Linked DNA regions of Mus musculus: region 2 is linked to region 1. Evidence: chromatin contacts called from public promoter capture Hi-C data. All regions are on one chromosome and are shown on one strand. Each heading gives the region's core, a stretch centred on a gene start, on an enhancer-like site or on the middle of the called end of the contact. The rest is flanking DNA. Distances are from core to core; before and after follow the strand shown. Region 1 overlaps Rgs7bp (regulator of G-protein signalling 7 binding protein). Region 2 holds the start of Ipo11 (importin 11).

Evidence for each region. Promoter capture Hi-C pulls out the DNA fragments that hold promoters and counts their contacts.
Region 2: a promoter capture Hi-C map of pre-B cells shows a contact between it and region 1. The contact joins the promoter of Ipo11 here to the enhancer-like site in region 1. A contact is called at or near these places in 12 of 39 promoter capture datasets (the 3T3-L1 cell line, 3T3-L1-derived adipocytes, the C10 cell line and 8 more) and 2 of 115 datasets of contacts at active chromatin or transcription factors (differentiating embryonic stem cells and embryonic forebrain).

The regions. Positions count from the first base shown.
Region 1 is chr13:104,945,337-104,951,052 of GRCm38.p6, reverse strand. It overlaps Rgs7bp (regulator of G-protein signalling 7 binding protein), which reads left to right. Exons shown (of 6, transcript NM_029879.2): 6 at 1-3,900. Among named protein-coding and RNA genes, the nearest start is that of Gm41048, 33 kb to the right of the region's middle. Within about 2 kb of position 2,897, at least 20 of the 459 cell types and tissues checked have an H3K27ac peak or open chromatin away from gene starts, as enhancers often do. A contact at or near this core is called in pre-B cells, where this site is marked.
Region 2 is chr13:106,934,253-106,939,968 of GRCm38.p6, reverse strand. It overlaps Ipo11 (importin 11), which reads left to right and starts at 3,011. Exons shown (of 30, transcript NM_029665.4): 1 at 3,011-3,209.

The sequences.
Region 1 (5,716 bases), core at 1,648-4,147:
AAATTATTTCACATATAATAGTATATCTGTAACTCTTGCTGATATCATGTTAACGATTTATCGGATATAAAAGATGTCTCTAAATATAGAAATCTATTTAAAACAGCAAAACTGTTCAAGAATCCAATCTATGAGTATCATTAGAAATATTATAACCAAACACACGCCACCTCACGCGTTGCTGTCTCTGCACTCATTTCCATTTAGTCTTCCATTCTGTCAGAATCGCTAAGTATCAACATCAGAACATCTTAATTTATAATGCAACAGAGTCATATATGAAAAATACATTTTGTAAATACACAGTAATCCTACTATCTTCAAACAATGCATATGGGTAGCTAACTTTCTTTTAATCCAATGGTGTCTTTTTAAGCTTCTTGGGAAATGAAGTTATCCGGTTAAGAAATGATGTAGTAGCATAAACAATTACCCTCAGATGTAAAATTCAATATTATCACATTTTGTTTGAATTGAAACCTGAAGCATGGGTCCACACATCAGCATAGTGTTAAATCTTATAGGGCATGCTGGAATTAGCTCAGATCATAAAACTATTTAACATTTTACATTATTAATGAAAAAAGATGTTTTAGTTAAGCTTAGCTTGTCTCATTTTAGATGACTATGCAGATATGACTTTTCCAATGTGTATTCTGTGTCCTGTCTTATGCTTGGACTCTCGAGAACGGGACACATTAAGCAATACTGTATTTTAGAAAAGAGGGAGCCACACGCTGTGTTGTTCTGCTCATGGCTCTGCTGCGCTCTTTTCCCACGAACTTGTAATATGCTACAAATCCTGTTTTATTTCCTCCTGTCCTTCCTTTGACCCTTCCCCCCACCCCCAATGAAATTTCCCAGGAGTCTTTGCACTTTTGTTCCCTGTTCTGACAGATCTCCGAGTCAGACCAGAGGCACAGGTGTCCAATCTTAAGAGGGACAGACTAGCTGCCTGCAAGTGGCTTTAATCCCAGCCTTGGGGAGGCACTTATTTGTACATTAATATTCTGGCCTAAAAACTAAATACTTTTAAAGCCTTTCACTTTATGGAAGATGGAGAGAGCATGGACAATTGTTGTATTAGGTTGAATTCTATGAAATGGCTGATATTTGACTGTTTTGATCTATATTTTTAAAACCAGCAATTTCACATAGTTCAACCTAAAATCTGCAAAGAAACAGCTCTTGGAATTTTCTCCTATATTTATGTATCAAAAGTGAAAGAATTCTGGGATGGAAGAGATCTCCAAAGTCTATGATTGGTCTTCATTTCAATTCCACTAGTTGCTGTCGACCATATTCTTGGTACCCCACCCCCACCCCTTACTATGCTGCACTAAGCTGGTAGCTAATGTACTGTTACTAGTAAGACTGGATTCAGTGAGAGAAGGACTTTTGACAAGTTATATGAGACAATTATAACTTTCTGAATGGAATGTTCATGAAACAATGGAAAGAATTATTTAAAGACTCCTCACAAGGAACTATTCCCAACTCTCCTATCCTGCCATCTTGAATAAAGCCTACTCTTCTCTCCTGGTTGCAGGTCATTTCAAGTTAGTTAAGTTCCAAGGTTATCTCATTTCTCATTTATGAGCTATTATTTCTAAATTGGCATGATCTCGGCTCCTGTCTCTGTTGTTTCCCACACTCTGACTGGATTGAACGCTTAGCTTCAGCCTCATTCCTAGCAATCCATGCAAATGGACTAACTGACAAGCCTGGGGTGCGGGGCACGCTCTTGTGGATGCCCGACCTAAACCTCTGACCTAAACCTCTCCTGCTTCTTTCATTTGTCCCAGCTCTCTCCTTAGTCTCAGCGTGACGACAACACCTTCTGTGCAATTGTCCTTTGTACAACTGAAGACTGTTAAAAAAAAAAAAAAATTCAGGTCTCACCTCCATGTCTGAGAAGGCCGTGAGAGCTATTCATGGAGATGGGAATTTGTCTAATTACCTAGCCAGACTTTGCATATCTGAGGTAATAAAGTCGACCACCTTATGTTTTATTCAGTGCCTGGTTTCCAGCCATTGCTCAATTTTATAGTTCCCATAGATAGATATACTCCAAGATCTATGGATGTTCTTTCAGTAGCAGGTCCGAAAGCAGCATTAACAATCAAGGTTCTGGTACCTGTGCGGGCTCATGGTTGCCTTGGGCAACTCACCACCTCCCCTTTTAATTTAACTTGTTTTAGAAGAGTTAAGACCCTGGAGGATATGCCAAGTGCATCCTCTAGGATGCCCCTCTCTCCTCTAACCTGCCAAAGGACTTCCTTAGGTGTGGGTCCACCAGATAAAGTTCTGCTCCCTCCCTCTGCTCCTTGCAGGAAATGGTCTTTGCCCTCAACAGAAGCATCCAGCTGATCTGTAAGGGTCTGAGGAAAACGCTGAATATTCTCTCACAAACCCATGTGTACAAACAGGAAAAAAGGCCTCTCATTTTATCGCCATACTTTTTATATTCTATTTTAGGTTTTCCTGCAAATTATAATGAATATATGGTTTTTTTTTATCTTTTTGTGGGAAATCTGAAAAACATCCCCACGTATAAAGAAAGCAAACATCACCTGAACTTTACAGCAAATGTATTGTTTAAAATCACATTTCCCGGCTCTAAATCAGTTGGGGCTGAGCTCAAAGACTCTTTTGGGAAAGACAACATGAAGTAACCTTCAGGCCAAAGTATCTCTTTAAAGTCTGACCACTGATGTTTGGTGTCTAGACTCAGACTCATTGCAAACTGCCCGGTGTGCCACTCATTAAAGGGGTACAAAGCAAGCTGGAGAAGCAGCAGGGTCCTAATTGGTTTTGGGGGCGGGGGGTGGGGGTGGGGAGTCCCAAACTCCGCCCAACGGGTTGTGTTCCTTCCTACTCTTGTGAAACGTTAGGATGCTCGGATTTAGGCAATGCTGCCACCTAGTGGAAACTGAGCTTCAGAAAGACCAAAGCAAATACACAAAGCATCTTATTTATTCCAGAAAATCTGCCAATGGGCCCATTAACAAGGAGCCCATGACGACTTCCAGACTGTGAAAGTCTCAGGGTTGTGAGAATAAAGAATTATCATGCAGCTTAAACCCCTTCCCCACACATCCGTGCCTAAGCATTATCTGTGTTTTCCTTTTGTTCTAGAATATCATATAACCACAGAAAATGCTTACCTTTCCCGTAACTATAGATAGAATACAGAAAAGCAGTCATACTATGCCGGTCTCACAGTAAATTCTCACAAGCAGCTACATCACCCATGATAGATCCAATAACACAAGATAACTGAGAACACTACATTTCAAATCCGACGAAAGTCTGGATAATTAAGTAAGTTGTGTAGGGATAACTAATTAACCTCTCCTGGGTGCAATCTTAGGTCTATAGTTTAATCAAAATAAATTCTAGATAAAATAAGTATTTAAATTTTAAAACATGAGAATGAATGACAAAAATGAAGAATACTTGTCATCCCGATTGGTGAAGATAGTGTCTTATTGTGGGGAATCAAAGCCTTTCCTAAGCGTAAAACCAAAGGCAGGAGTGAAAAAGAAAAGATGGATGGGCTGATACCAGTCTTTAAAAAGAATGTAAAACTCCTATACAGTAAAGTAAACAATAAACCAAATGAAAAGAAAGTAATATTTACAATGCATGCAAGAAAGAGATTAGGCCTCTACTACGTGAAGGACCTCAGCACTTTGGGAAGTCTCTATGATTTACAAGACCTGTGCTTTCCCCATTACTGCTTGTGTGATCATCTGTCTGTCCCACTAAATTGAAAGTATAAAAGGAAACATACATTTTGCTTAACATTTTTTTCTCGGCTCCTAAGATAGTGCCATATACAAACCAAATACTGAAAACACGGTTATCGAATGAGTAGATGATGAGTGGATGCCATAAATAATATTTTGTGATTCAGAGGGAGAAAAATATCAAACTTTCCCGTTTGAGATCAGGATTCAAGGTAATAATGCACTGTACACTAAGGTAATCCACAGATAGCATTGAACATATTTGAATAGACTAGTGGCCAAAAGTTCAGATACAAACAACTCAGACAGACATGTGCATATATAAGCTTCTGGGAACCTTGAGGAAGTTTGAAATATAAACATTCTCTTATAGTCAACAGGAGTATAAATTGATCTGATCTTTCTGGGAAATATCTTGGCACTATGTGTTTTTCATACATACCTAGTAACTTCACATTAAAGAAATTCTCTTCCTAAAAGCTCAGCAATAGGCCAGCAAGATGGCTCAGCATGAGAAGACCCTTACTGCCAAGCAAGTTAGAACCCCCTGGACTCACATGGTAGGAGGGAACTGTTTCTTCCTATGAGTTGGCCTCTAATCTCCACATGCACTCTGTGACATATGTGTCTGTATACACACACACACACACACATGCACACACATGCACATACAATACATGTAATTATATTATTTAATGTTAAGCAAAAACATGAGCTAAGATGCATTTATTCATTGTTTTAAAAGTCATGCAAGAAAGGACATTTTGTAAATATGCCTACATTATATGTCTAGATGTGGTATATCCTTTCAATGGATATTGTGCACCAAGTGAGAATGCATACCATGTGTATTTATTGAAATGTTTGATTTATGTTGTTAAATAGAAAAGAGGAGGTCATAAGAGAGTTTCTCGAGAGCCACCCTCTTACCAACATACCTACACATGTATGCATTGAAGGGTCTGAATGGGTGTTCACCTACAGGGCAACAGCATTTCTCTCTGGGAGGTGAGATTTGGAGCAATCATATTTTCTTTTTGCATATCTGTGATTTCTGACTTTTTCACAATGAGCATGTAGTATCTGTATAATTTTTTCAGGGAATAAACAATGATGTTGATGACATATATTAAATGGAAAAAATGTTATTAAACAGTATGTATAGTATGATATAATATTTGTAAAAAAAAAGAAAATCACATATAAATATATCTATGTATATATATATGCACAAAGAGCTAGAAGGCCATACACTCCAATGTGAACAGCAGTTACCCATGGGTAGTGGGACTAGGGGCGATTATTTTGCTTTTTGCTTTTCTGTGTTTTCTAATTTTTCTACAATGAACATGTATTACTTGTGTAATAAAAACTAATAATAAAAATTTAAAAATACATAAAGGAGTCATTGTAAGTCATCACTCATCCTTCCTCTCTCTCCCCACCCTTGTTTGGCTTACTCCTTGTCAAAATAGGAGCCGTGGGAAATAGAGAGGGCATGCCAGGGCAACGGAAGATAGAGCAGAAGTGGGGGTGGAACCTGTGAGGCAAGATGGGGGGGGAGGAGGGAGGGAGGGAGGGAGGGAGGGAGGGAGGGAGGGAGGGAGGAAAAGATGAGAGAAAAAAGACATGCTGTGAAGTCAACAGAGGAAAGATTATAGGTGCTTTAGAAACTGTCACTAGTAGCAACCTCTAAACCCAGCTTATCTGTCAACTGCAAGAAGACACGAGGGCAGAGCATTAGATAGTTTTAATTTCTAATAAAAGAGTACAAGTATGTGCTTGAATGCGCACACATAGTCCTGGGAGCGCCCACACACCTAAAGAAGGGTCTACAAATTCCAACCATGGATTGACACCACAAAGCTTTTCAAAAAGCAGCATTGGGTTCTCTAGAAGGCTATGCAGCCTTGTTTAAATCTCAATATGTTGCCACCAATAACAGCACTTTGGTTGTTGTTCCC
Region 2 (5,716 bases), core at 1,762-4,261, 2.0 Mb before region 1:
CTTTGTTGAGAGATTATTTATGTGTGTGTGTGTGTGTGTGTGTGTGTGTGTGTGTGTGTGTATATATATATATATATATATATATATATATACATATACATACATACATAACACACACATATGTACACACATCTTTTAAATTCTTATTCTTTTTAAAGTTAGCTTGTGGGCTGGAGAGATTAGATTGCTCAGTGGTTAAGAGCACGGACTGCTTCTCCAAAGGTCCTGAGTTCAATTCCCAGCAACCACATGGTGGCTCACAACCACCTATAATGGGATCTGACACCCTTTTCTGGTGTGTGTCTGAAGACAGTGACAGTGTACTCATATAATTAAAAATAAATAAGTTTAAAGAAAAAAAGTTTGCTTGTTTGTTTACTTTTTGGGACGGGGTTTCATTTTGTAGTCCGGGGGACCTGGAATTCACCAAACCCATTCTCAAGTTTGTAGTGGTCCTCCTGCTTCAGCCTCCTGAGTTCTGGGATTGTTGAGCTGAGTTTTAAAGTTTATGTATTTTTATTTTTGTTTCTCTTAGCTAGGACTCACGTAGCTCAGGCTGCCCCCAGACTATTATGTGGCTGAGTCTGTCCTTAACCTCCTGATCCTTGAGTGTCCAAAACCCGTGTGCTGGGAATACAGATGTTCTGGGATTACAGATGTGCAGTAATGTGTCTGCTCTTTCCCTCCAAGACACAAAGATCTCAGTGTATAGACAAAGTTGTCCTGGACCTTATTATGTAAGCCAGGTTGTCTTAAAGCTCACAGTCTTCTTGCCTTTGCCTCCTGAGTTCTGAGATTACAGAGATGGGCCACTGTATCTGACTGATGTTATAAAAAAAGTAAGTGTGTGTGTGTGTGTGACAGAGAGAGGGGGTAAGGGAAGCCAATGTTTCTTTAATTAAATAACAACTTAATAATTATTTTATGTATGTGAGTGTTTTCCTTGAATGTATGTCTGTGCACTAGGAGCTTGCTGGTACCCTCACAGATCAGAAGGCTACATTGGATCCCTTGGAACTGGGGTTATAGATGGTGTGAACTACCATATGGATGCTGGGAATTGAACCCAGAACCTCTCCATGCTCTCTTAATCTCTGAGCTATCGCTACAGCCCCCTCAATGTTTCTTTCCTTCCTTCCTTCCTTCCTTCCTTCCTTCCTTCCTTCCTTTCTTTTTTTCCGAGACAGGATTTCTCTGAATAGCCCTGGCTGTCCTGGAACTCACTCAGTAGACCAGGCTGGCCTTGAACTCATAAATCCGCCTGCCTTTGCCTCCTGAGTGCTGGGATTAAAGGTGTGCGCCACCACGCCCAGCTCTCAATGTTTCTTTAATTTAGCATTTCATCACCAATTTTCTGCTTTCTCTTTGTAGTTCTCAATTGTATGCAAAAAGCACTATGTTTTCAAATACACACTGCGGAAATAGTTTAGTGGTTACAGTGCTTGCCTGGCATGTTCAAGGCCATGTGTTCTACTCTTAGCAACCCACCCTCCCCCACCCCCAAAAAGAAAAAGATTTCAAATATAACCTGAAGACACTCAATGATAAGTTAATTCTAATATTTTCCCTATTCTCTCAAAATTGAGCATGAAAATATAGTAATGAAGTACAGTGGATTGAGGGTTATTCATCTAGCTGTAAATATTTGTTTTGTCAACAATATGCACCTGCATCTTCCATTCAATACTAGTCAAAATTAGTACTTCTGAATACATCCTAATTTGGGGTCCTAGTATTCTAGACACACTTTGTGTATGCTTTTGTTGTTGTTGTTGTGTGTTTTTTTTTTTTTTTTTTTTTTTTTTTTGAGGCAGGGTTTCTCTGTGTAGTCCTGGCTGTCCTGGAACTCACTCTATAGACCAGGCTGGCCTTGAACTCAGAAATTCGCCTGCCTCTGCCTCCCAAGTGCTGGGATTAAAGGCATGTGCCACCATGCCCGGCCTGCGTATGCTCATTTTTTAAAATTAAACATTTCCTAAGATTTACAAAAGACCTATGACTCCAATAAAAGAGTTCTATTTTTCAAAATTTCTCTTTTTAATAACTACTTAATTCTTTCTTCCCACACTAACTATCGCTTGTCTCTCTACCATTGGACACATCCTCTGGGTGGTTGGCAACATTAGCATCAACGGGAATGTGGATACATTTTAGACCAACCATGTAGCTGTGAGTTTGTGCTACACCACTTTGTGCTCCCAGAGGATCACGCACTTCCACCCACTCTCCAGGAACTCTTTGGATTCTGGAATGAAAGCCACACACACATTAGCTTATTTTTGAAATGCCTTTGGTTAACTCAATGACTGGGCACTCCTAAACCTTCCCAACAGAGACTATATGCATGTAACCCTAACACTTGAGAAGTGGCGGCGTCGGAATTTGAAGGTCATCCTCAGCGATGCCAGCCTGGGGTCCTGAGACCCTGATTAAACAGCAGAACTCTAGCGGGGCGTGGTGGCACACACCTTTAATCCCAGCACTCGGGAGGCAGAGGCAGGCGGATTTCTGAGTTCGAGGTCAGCCTGGGCTACAAAGTGAGTTCCAGGACAGCCAGGGCTATACAGAGAAACCCTGTCTCGAAAAAACAAGAACAAAAAACAAAACAAAAACCAGCAGAACTCTAACCCCCACCCCCCAAAAAAAAAAAAAAAAACCAAAACCAACAATGCTCATCCAAATACCTATGGTGGCAGAGTTCATCAATGGGATTCTTTTGATGACCCTCTTCTGCCGTGACAGACTCCTAAACCAAGTAGCTGACAGAATAGTGAAGATGCAATGAATGGTTTTGACTTAGGCTTCGATCAGCGCAGGAGACTATCGATTTTCTCCGGACCTACGGTTTCCATAGTTACAGGGGCCCCTAAGCCGGCGCCTTGCTCCGGGTACCACGCAAGCGCACACAACCCTATTGGCTGCCGCGCGCCTTCGGGTTCGAACTCGAGTTCCTCCCTCCCCTTCCCTCCGCCGTCCTATGGCCTCCCTCCTCGGCCTCTCGGCGCTCTGGGAACCTGTGACGTAATTTTAGCGCGCCCTCGTCGTTTGGAGTGGCGACGCGGAACATGGCGCGTTCCTAGAAGCCGTTTTCGGCATCAGTAGGCGGCAGCGTGTGGACTAGGAGCGTGGGGGACGAGGAAGCAACCAACGCCGCTTCGTGTGGACAAGTGGAAAGGGGCGGGCCGGGCGGTTCCGGACCGAAGCACGCGGTGAGGCCCGGCCGCGAGCCGCGCGGATGGAAGGAAGGAAGGGAGGAGTGGGCTGGGCAGCGAGAGACCCCGCGCCGAGGGCGGAACGCGGGGTCCCGCGGAGCTGTGCGGCGTGGCCGTGGGCCCTCGCGGCTCTGGTGTAGCCCGGGCGAGCACGGGCTCCCGGGCTGTGGGAAGCCTCTGGGTGCTGGGTCCACGGTGCGGCGTGGCAGGGTCTGAGTGACAGGCTGAGCAAAGGCGAGGGTACCTATTGTGTCCCCTGTCGCCGGCCAGGGGGCTGTATTTGTCCTTGGAGGCTTTGGGCTGCACAGCACGAGGGAAACGTGTTCCCCTTCCCAAGACCGGTGTGTGGAGTTAGCTGCACACGCGACCTTGCCGTGGAAGCTGTGCTTTGGAAAGCTTTAAGCATTCCGATCGTTCCTTCACCTTTAAGGAAAAAGTGAAGGGACTTCAACATCAATTCTCCGAGAGGAGATTCATGCTGAGGTATGGCCGCCAGTGCACAGGCTCAGCGACTCCTGCAGCTTTACATTTGGGAATATTTGTGATTCAGCAAAATTATTTCGAGGCCCATAGCATTTGCTCTTTTCCCCTTAATTCTCTTATTGCGTGGTCAACGTGAGAATCTTACAGCAGAGTGATTTTTTTTTTTTTTTTTTTTTTTTTTTTTTGCGTACATAGCAAAGACCGGTAATCTGGCTTCTGGTGCCAAGGTTGTAGTTGGCACACCTCTTCTCCACACGTTACAGGAGCTCTGTTACATGCGATAATGCCTTTAAGATATGCTTGTTGTATAGAAGGAAGCAAGGAAGAGCAGTTGGCAACCATATATTTTAACCTCTCGTGGACTGAGATTTTTCTCTTCCATTTCCACATTATTTCAGAATTTTGTTCTTTGGTTAAGGGCAGAATGACTTCATTATATGAGCTTGATAGCTTTCTTTACATCATTACCTACATGGCTTGATAGCTTTCCCCACATCTTTGTTCCACACAGAGGAAAATTTTGGTAGAATTAGAATTTTTTTTTCCTGCTGGTGGTAGGATTGCAGACTTTTTTCTTCTTCTTTGGGTGTTCTGATGGTGTCTAGCATAAACATTTTAATTTATTTTGTGGACATGTGTAATAGCTATAGGGCAGGAGGGCATTTTTTTTTGCCTTGATTACACTTCTTAAAGCCAAAAGAGAATTCTCAAAGGAATTTGGTTGTAGTAATATGGATGGAGGTTCCAAAGCAGTGTGCAACAGTTATTTGGTAATTAAACAAGTCTTTAGATTTTGTGATATTATGAAATGTATTTACATTCAGCACCAAGCTAGAAGGCAGAATAGTACTTGTAGTATTTGGATATAAGATATACTGAAGATGTTTCTCAAGAATACAGATATCCATTTTTAGGCAAAGGTAATGTTTAATTATTTTTGTTTTTGTTTTTTGTTTTTTTTTGATTTATCTTTTAAAAGCTAAATCTTTGTTTTTTTTGTTTTTTGTTTTTTTTTGGTTTTTCGAGAGGGTTTCTCTGTATAGCCCTGGCTGTCCTGGAACTCACTCTGTAGACCAGGCTGGCCTGGAACTCAGAAATCCGCCTGCCTCTGCCTCCCGAGTGCTGGGATCAAAGGCGTGCGCTGCCACGCCCGGCTTAAAAGATCTTCCTGTGTCCTCTTGTCTGTGCTGTTCCTGAAACAGGCAGAAGAGGGGCTTGGATCTTCTGGTAATGGAATTACAGGTTGTGCCCCACCTGACCTGTGTGCCTGCTGGGAATCAAACTTGGGTCCTTAGGATGTGCAGCCTGTGCCAGGCCATCTCTCCAGTCCTGATTAGTTTGTGTTTGTGTGTGTGTTGCATGGGCATATGTGTATATTTAATCTTTGTTCTGATTTATTATCATCATCATTACTATCTCTGAGATAGACTTTGACTGTGTAGCTTTAGTTTGTGTGGACCAGGCTGGCCTTAACTCAGAGATACCTTAGTGCATACCTCTTTTCCTTAGTGCTGGGTGTGTGTTGCCACATTGGGCTTAATTTAGAATTACTGTTGGTAAGTTAAATTTTTAAAAAAGAGTTATTTATTTTTATTTATATGAGTACACTCTAGCTGTCTTCAGACACACACCAGAAGAGTGCATCGGATCCCATTACGGATGGTTGTGAGCCACCATGTGGTTGCTGGGAATTGAACTCAGGACCCCTGGAAGAGCAGTCAGTGCTCTTAACTGCTGAGCCATCTCTCCAGCCCCAGTTTAAAAATTTTTATCTTTATTTTATTTATGCAGTGTTGGGATTGAACCCAGGGCCTTGTACATGTTTTATCATTAAGATATTTACTATTTGTGCATCTTCAGTTTTGACTTTTGTTTTGGTTTCGTGGTGTTGGAGGTAGAACCCAGGGATTTGCACTTTACAGCTGCATTAGAGTCCCCCAGCCCCCTTCCTTTCTTTGTGCATGTGATGGGTCTAGTCAGCTAGTTTCGGGGTGCTTTACACAGTGGCTGATCACATCTCT